3 separate regions of the Gossypium hirsutum genome follow, and all the other regions are linked to region 1. Evidence: chromatin contacts called from public Hi-C data. All regions are on one chromosome and are shown on one strand. The core of a region is the stretch at or near the end of the contact, and the rest is flanking DNA. Distances in the headings are between cores, read along the strand shown.

The links. A called contact is a pair of places that touch in the nucleus more often than the background predicts.
Region 2: a Hi-C map of leaf shows a contact between it and region 1, with 2.6 times the contacts expected there. The contact joins the promoter of LOC107957239 here to the enhancer-like site in region 1. A contact is called at or near these places in 7 of 34 Hi-C or Micro-C datasets (anther, hypocotyl, leaf and 1 more).
Region 3: a Hi-C map of leaf shows a contact between it and region 1, with 3 times the contacts expected there. The contact joins two enhancer-like sites. A contact is called at or near these places in 6 of 34 Hi-C or Micro-C datasets (hypocotyl, leaf, petal and 1 more).

What each region holds. Positions count from the first base shown.
Region 1 is chrA05:34,853,647-34,856,346 of Gossypium_hirsutum_v2.1, forward strand. No RefSeq gene overlaps it. Among protein-coding and RNA genes, the nearest start is that of LOC121229078, 34 kb to the right of the region's middle. Within about 2 kb of position 1,360, at least 9 of the 9 cell types and tissues checked have an H3K27ac peak or open chromatin away from gene starts, as enhancers often do. A contact at or near this core is called in hypocotyl and leaf, where this site is marked.
Region 2 is chrA05:35,168,881-35,171,580 of Gossypium_hirsutum_v2.1, forward strand. It overlaps LOC107957239 (transcription factor GAMYB), which reads right to left and starts at 1,338. Exons shown (of 5, transcript XM_016892710.2): 1 at 1,105-1,338; 2 at 892-998; 3 at 1-79. The coding sequence starts at 20.
Region 3 is chrA05:35,271,121-35,273,820 of Gossypium_hirsutum_v2.1, forward strand. It overlaps the pseudogene LOC121229081. Among protein-coding and RNA genes, the nearest start is that of LOC107904393, 11 kb to the right of the region's middle. Within about 2 kb of position 1,426, at least 8 of the 9 cell types and tissues checked have an H3K27ac peak or open chromatin away from gene starts, as enhancers often do. A contact at or near this core is called in hypocotyl and leaf, where this site is marked.

The DNA of each region.
Region 1 (2,700 bases), core at 110-2,609:
GTAACCAAATTCTTAATCATGAATGGAGAACAATTGATAAAACAGTGACTAAATAATATACCACAACAATAAATGTAAAACAACCCACAAAATATGTACAAAATAAAGCGGAAATTAGCAAAAGATGTAGTATAAGACAATTTTATAATAATTACGAATTAACGAACACATAATATACATACTATATGAGTAGATTGATTTACATAAAAACTAGTAATATAATTATTGAAATAAAACATTTGAATCAAATAATATGTAAAATATTTTAAACACAAATTTATTTAAGAATTGACAATATGCATGATTGCTTAAATAATATATAAAACATAAAAGAATAATAAAACACATAATAAGATATAATGTATATAATAAATTCATAAAACATGTATATATAAATAGATTTGGGAATAATTATAGCATGAAATTAATAATGTATGAAAAATTAAATAAATATATAAATTATACACGTAACAAATTTTAAAAATATAATCATGTACGCAAAAGATAAAAAAACTACATTTATAAAATACCTAAATCTAGTGATGTATATTTATAAAACTATATTTATAAGGGAATTTTGAAACAAATGACATATAACATAATTTTATATGTAACAAATTGATTTGGATTAATGGTACATGTAAATAATACATACATAAGATAATGATATGTAGAAGTATATGATATAACTAGAATATATACTCTTAAATATGGTTCTTAAAAAAACATGGTGTACACATAAGTAAACTTAATGGAAACTATACATTCATTGAAAATTTTTACATAACGGAAACTATACATTCATTGAAAATTTTTACATAAAATAATGTGAAATCAATAACACGTATGGGAGTATAAAGGTAATTTAATATGAATTATGTACCATAATGTTAGATTTAAAATCATGCAGACTTAAAAAAAATATAAAATATCTTTACATACATATATGGTAAAAATTAAACAAGTTAAAACATGCATGAGGATATATTACAAATGGATTTCTTTGGAAAAAAATAAAGAATAAAACTTAAGCTAAAAGAAAACTCAATCGAAGCAAGAATAAAATTAAGAGGATAATTTACAAGTGAAATAAGCTTTTGAAATTAAAACGAGGACCCTCGCGCAATGCGTGCAAATGTGTATGGGCTAAAGCTGGAAATAATCCAGATCTCCAAAAACATTCTGCTGAAGCACGGATCCAATTGCAAATGCACTCAAATTGCCAAGCCAAATTAAAAAAAGAAATAAGAAAATAACATGTAATTGAGTGGTAGCGCGAAAAAAGAAGGATCAATTGCGCAATTATCCTCCTCCGCAGAAACACGCGGATCCAAGGGGTAAAGGAACCGGATTGGGTCGGGCAAGCCTAAACGGTGCCGTTTCAAGGCTACAAATCCATGCCTTAAACATCGTCGTCTCATGGTGCCAATTAAAAGAAGAAAACAGCTTCTAAAAGCTTATTTCGACAGAGCAAATTGAAGAGGGGAAACAAACCCTAAGGATTTGCTCCCATTCAGCCGACGCTTTCAACATCACAATTGATGGATGGCACCGTTAGATTCCCCCTTCCTAATCACCTATTCATCTTCACCGGATGGTGCTCGTCGAGCCCGGAGAAATCTCAGCCCGAAATCCCTCCTCAACTTCGATTTCAGAGAAGAAAGGAGAAGAAATCCATGGCCTGCTCGCACTGTAAGGTTTCTGTTCACCTTTGTTTCTTTTTGACAGAATTAGATGCAACCATGAAAATAAACTGAATGCAAAAGTAAAAAAACACAAAGCTTAAATAGGCAATCACCTCTGAATCTTGATTGATTTCTCTCTATTTAATTAGTATGCGAATAGTGTGAGTGCGTAAATCCTCTTAGAGTACATTCAACGGCTTTTTATAGCCGGATTTACAGAATAAAGTAAAAAAAATAAAATTACATTTTCGTTGCTGGCATTTGCTGTGAATTTGGTTATCTCTTTCTTCTCGTGTGTTCTTTGCAGGAACAGCCGTACGGAGGAGTGAGGAAAGGTGTGCGTGAAAGAGGCCGTGCGGGGAAATCGTTCATGGGAGCCGGACCCCTTGGTACTATTCTGGCACGTTCCAGAAGCTTCTAGTGCTCTCGGCTGTTGAGATTCCCCTTTTGGGTTCTGTATTTGGGCTAGGTTTAGGATATGGGTTTATGACTTTGGGTTAGAATTGTATTTGGCTAGTATAGGTTCTTTATTTGAGCCTGAAATTTTGTAAAAGGACATTGATGATGGACTTTTATTGGTTTTTATCTTAATTTATTTTTGTTTTTGTTTATTTTTATTTTTGATTTTTCTCTAACAATCCCGGGCGAAATGGGCCAATTACATGTTCTGTTTGGTAAATTGACTCATTTTAGTTCCTGAGTAAACCAACGTTCGTTGAGGCCTTTGTAAATGTATTTAGGACTCTGTTTCAACTTAAACTCGTGTGTGTATTTTCAATTATAGGATTAAAACTAATTTTTTTTCATGCACTAATGTGATGTGATAAATAGAATTGAGATAGTATGTAGTAATGGAATACAAGTTAATCTGATATTGAATCTGGGCAACTGAATATGTGTGTTTCTATTTCTATATGATTGTCAAAACCATTCTTGTTTTTTTTTGAAAAAACGGTCGACATTTTATTTTGAAAATGGAAACGAATATGGGAGTTGCCACCAATCTTTTTTTGTT
Region 2 (2,700 bases), core at 88-2,587, 320 kb after region 1:
TCATGTTTTGTGTGACTCATCTCTTTGTAATCACACACAAAGCCTTAGCAACAGGGATGAACCATCCAAAACTCAAAACCTGAAAAAAAAATATATAGAATACACGCAAAATTAAAATACATATATAAACAACAAAAAAGGAAGAAGAAATAAAGACCATGCCTTTTTTCCGCTCACTTTTCCATACTTGCACTCCAACTCCAACAGGTTCATTATTTTTGTTTTAAAATACATGCTCACTCTTTATACATCGCGACAAGCTATAAGTGGATCAACCATGACAGTCCTTTATTGAAATGCTACATAAGAATCGTGATAGCATACATAAACGTATTAAAACCATAAAAGGAATCAAAACTCCTTGGGAAATATCGGCACAACTCTAGAGATGGGGAATTGAGAAACAACAGAAAATTTCATCACGTACAGAAAGACTAAAAACAGTTAATGGAAAACAAAACTATCCACAGAATATAAAATTCAGCAAACCTAGACGCAAACCAAAGCGAGCATCAAATTCCGATTATATTGAAAAAAAATGGCAAAATCATACCAATCTTTGAAAGTTAAATTAAACCCTTTTACCTAAACTGGAAAGCAGATAACATATCATTTTCAAAAATTAAAAGAGACCCGTTTCCAGAAATGAAGACATTAATAAATTCAGATAAAAGTAAATTCCAAATTTCATTTATTGCACTATGATTCTCTAATAAATTACTCCAAAAATCTATCATTAATAAATTATAAACTGCAGTATTGCACTATCAACTACTATATTAAAAAAAATGCTAAATTTAAATTACATAAATACAAAGTTGCTCATTCATTAAAGAAGCAAAACAATTTTTTATAAAAAAATCTAAGAAAATTTAGAACTCAAATACCTGCCTTAACAAGATGCAAAATTTGGGGGAAAACTGCCAAAAATAAAATTTTGAGCTCAATAATGATTCCTGATTGAAGTGAGAGCTGAGACAAAAGCGAAAATGGAAAACCTGAAATTCAACACAAAGAAAAATTAAAGGATATAAATTCCTAGATCTACAACCATTAATTATAAAAGAGCAAATCCTAGATGAAATATATATATATATTTCTAACCTCAATTTTTGAGCTATAAGGAAAAGGATCCGAGAATAGAAAGAGCAAAACATCGAGAGATCTGACAAAGGAGAGATTACAAAAAAGAAAGCCTTTTCTTTTTGTAATTTTGAGGTTTTGTGTTTGGGGAGAGAGAAAATAGAAAGGAAAAAAAAGAAAAAAATAAAGAAAGGAAAGAGAGAGAAAGAAATGTAAAAAAGAGAGGAAATGAAGGAGCAAAAGATGGAAAGAAAGAAAAGAATGGGAGAATTATTTTTATTATTATAGTTTGTTTAATTGTTTTTTTTAATGAATTTCATTCTATCAATTTATTCATTTAAATAAAATAATATATATTTTCTAAGTAAAAGATATTGTATTTTTCTTGGTTAAATTTTACAATTTATCCCTGTACTTTATGAAAGTTATGAATCTAATCCATATATTTTAATTTTTTTACTTTTCAAATTTTAAAATTTCAATCCTCACCAAACAATAACTACTAAATCATTAAGTTAATTTTTGCTATTTCTAAAATCTAATGTGGCAAACATATTAGCATATGGGTAATGTCATATCAGCTTGTTAGTTTCACGTATTATTCACCAAAAATCTAGTTAATGAATTAACAAATGCCATTCACATCAAGACTAAAATTTTAAAATTCAAAAAAGTACACGGACTTAAAATGATCCAATTGTTAAATATGGGTTAAATCTACAACTATATGCATAGTACATGACTAGTAATTGAATTTAACTGATGTTGTTTAGGTTAACATTAAAATTGACCAAATTCAAAAAATATAAAGATTAAAATTGATTAAACTAGAGTATAATAATTAAATCTACAACTTTCGCAAAATAAATGAACTAATTAAAATTTTAAAAAAAATTGCTCGAGAGTCGATTTAAAATTACATAAAAACCATATAGATAAAATAAAGTATCGACTTTCACTCTATTTCTTTAAAACAATATTAAAGAAACTTAAAATCTCATATTTAAAAATGAAAACTTTATAATCCATATTTTGCTTATTTATTTTTTTATATGTATAATATTGGCTATTGAGCAAATTAATTTTTTTTTAAAATCTCATATTTAATTATATTATCAATTAGACCTTTAATTATCAAATAAAAAACAATAGTTGTATTAAACTCTTGGGTTAAAATTATAAATGTGAAAAGAGTATAAGGATTAATATCATAAATAGACTCTTTGTCTAATTTTCTTGATCAAAGCCCTTTCTGGAAACTTGGCTTATTTGTATGCTAAGATATTAAAATGATTTATGAGAAAAATATTGTAATTTCAAGTTTTAATTTTAAATTTTTATATCAGAATTGTTTTCAAATATATTAAATATTTGAATGCAAAAGTAAACATCAATAACTATTTAAATGTAATAAATAAATAAAAAACATACAAGGAGATAAAATAATAAATTTAAAAAAAGAAAACTCATATTTTAACTTAAAATAAGTTAGTTAATATGTAATGATATTTTTTTAAGGTGAATTTTAGGAAGGAATTTAGTAACGAATATCTTAAAATATACCCATATTTTTATGTAATACTATTTTCATCCAACTGAAATTAATGAACAAATTTA
Region 3 (2,700 bases), core at 176-2,675, 420 kb after region 1:
GGAGATATGATCCTCCATAGACTCTCTAAGCACATGGAATGTTGAGAAAAATTAAGAAAACCTGTCTCAGGATACATACCCGTCCCTTACACTTACACTCAAGTCCGAGTAGCATAGAACCTAAGATCCTTGATTTACTGTGAGAAGTACAAGAAACAACTGGAGACGGCATTGGTTTCCTTGTTTTTGTGTTTCCAGCCCTCAAATCTTAACTCCTTAAATATTTTCTCTGATTCAATTCAGCCTGAAAATGATACCGCACATATTACAACTGCATTTGCTTCTGCATGTAGTTTTCATTCATGGTTTCATACATGAAAATTTTTACAAGTTTCATTCATCACTACTGCATACGATTTGTTTTCATTCTTGGTTCTGGGATTTTATATTCTCAGGAGCTAGAGAAGCTGCTGCCGTCCGCACCTCCTCCCGAGCCAAAATATCAGCTTCGTAGAACATCATCAGCCCCATTCTAACAATCCCGTAGCAGCTAGTGTGAAAGTTTTGCATATACAAACTAGCTTCTGGAATCTGTTTCTGGTTTCAATTGAGGTATAAGGTTGAAGTCAATGCATCTTCCAGAGGCAGCCATTGTTTCATATGCCGGTAACGGTTGCTTCCCTCTTGTAAGAGTTTTTCTTTCCCCCTTCATGTATTTACTTTTTTACTATGAAATTAATTCAACTGGTAAGCTTTGTCCCTAAATGTGTAGTTGTGCGCCTTTTCTTTTTTTTCTTTTTTTTTTAATTTCCTTTTGAAATTAAATGTGTAGTTTTGTCCCTAAAGGTACAACATATTATCATAAATAAAGACCAAGAGCCAAACCCATGTAGCAGGTGGCCACGACCAGCCCCCAAATCACCAGGAAGCAAATGAGATCCCACCAGGGCCTCCTTTAAGAATGGCAGCTTTTGCCAATTTATCTGCACTCCCATAAGCCCTCCTCTTAATGTAAATGATTTCCCGGTAAAATTTCAGTTTCAGTCCTCACCGAATGGTAATTATTAAATTCATTAAGTTTTGTTATTTTCAAAATCTGATGCATCAAATATATTATCATGTGTTATGTCATATTAGCATATTATTTTTTCATTACTCATGAAAAATCCAATTAAATGATTAATAATGATCATTTGCATCAAGATTGAAATTTTAAAATTCGAAAAGTATGGTTTTAGGATAATCCATTAATTTTTGCAAAAAGTAGTAGAATTTAACCTTTAATAATCATTCTCAATAATCAATCTAGCACCGCTAGCCCGTTACAAGCAACGAAGATATCCAAAGCTTCCTTTAACAGCTTGTAACTCAGAAATCAAGGGGTCACAAACACCAATCACAATAGAGAAAGTAAAAAGGGTAGTACCATTATGATCGGATAAAATCCCTGAAGACCAGCTGGTCCAGGGTTAATTCTAACCGGGTCAACACTAAATTTCAAAGTCCGTGGAGCGGACGACATCCGAAGGGAAGATAGAGACCGCCTTGTCGACTTGAGCATCCTACGAAATTTATGGCATAAAAGGAAATCATTCAAGGAAAGAGTAGCTTTAGGCCATTTTGCGTTACTCCACCATACTATTCTCATCAAAGTAAGGTCGAATAAATAGTTAATATCAACGACCCTCCCCTTGGAAACAAATTCATTCCAAAAAAAAGACAGATAAACCAAGAGATCGTTAAAAAATGCCACCTCCCATGCCTTAGCCCATCTGCTCAACCTACCAGCTTGGACTCAAGCATCAGGGAACAACCGAGCGTTACAGGGGCAGGCCCAATTGACATTCCAAAGGGCCACCTATCTCAGCAAAATTCACCACGAGATCTCACAATTAAGGCAGAGATGGACAACCGACTTAAGAGCAAGATGGCATAAACTAAAAATGATCATTGCATCAGAAACAACCACACATTTAGCAAATTCCACTTTTGTAGGGAAAAGAATTCAATCTTAAGAGGGGTAAGACCAATCCACAGCTTCCTCCAAGCAGTACAAGATACCATCCCCTTTGAACACACCAACCTGCAATAATCTTTAGACGAATAAATTCCTATTGATGAATCGTAGCACCTGATGCAATCAGCTTGCATGGACCCAAAATTGAACCCTTCCAACTAGAGCTTCAAGGCTTCCCACTGATTCAATTCCCAATCATAGGGAGTTCTTCACAAACAAATGCCCTACTTCTAGCTTCCATTCTCCTATCTTCCTAACTCACAAACTTTTCCCACCTTATTAGACACCAAAGCGAAAATCCTAGGCAAAGACTTAAAAAAAGCTTTGGTGTGCTGGTAGTTTAACGAACATATTATAAGAGGAAAGCAAGGCTAAGGGAAAAATCAACACACAATATTTGGTAACGCAATTCGAATTCGTCAATCCTACCCTATAGAACCTCGCTAATGATTTTATTTAACTATTGTCCGGATCACCTATTAGCTAAAGTTTAATTTACGCTTACAACAATGATAATTATAGCCCAAACTCGTTTAAGTTTACTCTCCAAGCAATACCTAAAAAAAAAGAATGCAAAATTACAGAGCAAAAAGTAACAACTACGACGGCTTCTCCAAGTAACTTGAAAAGATAAATCAACATTTAAAATAAAGAAATTATCCACACAAAAATCCCCCCTTTAAATTTTGAATTAATGCTTCCTCTCCAAGTAAATTCAAAATAAGCTTCAACACCAAGTAAGA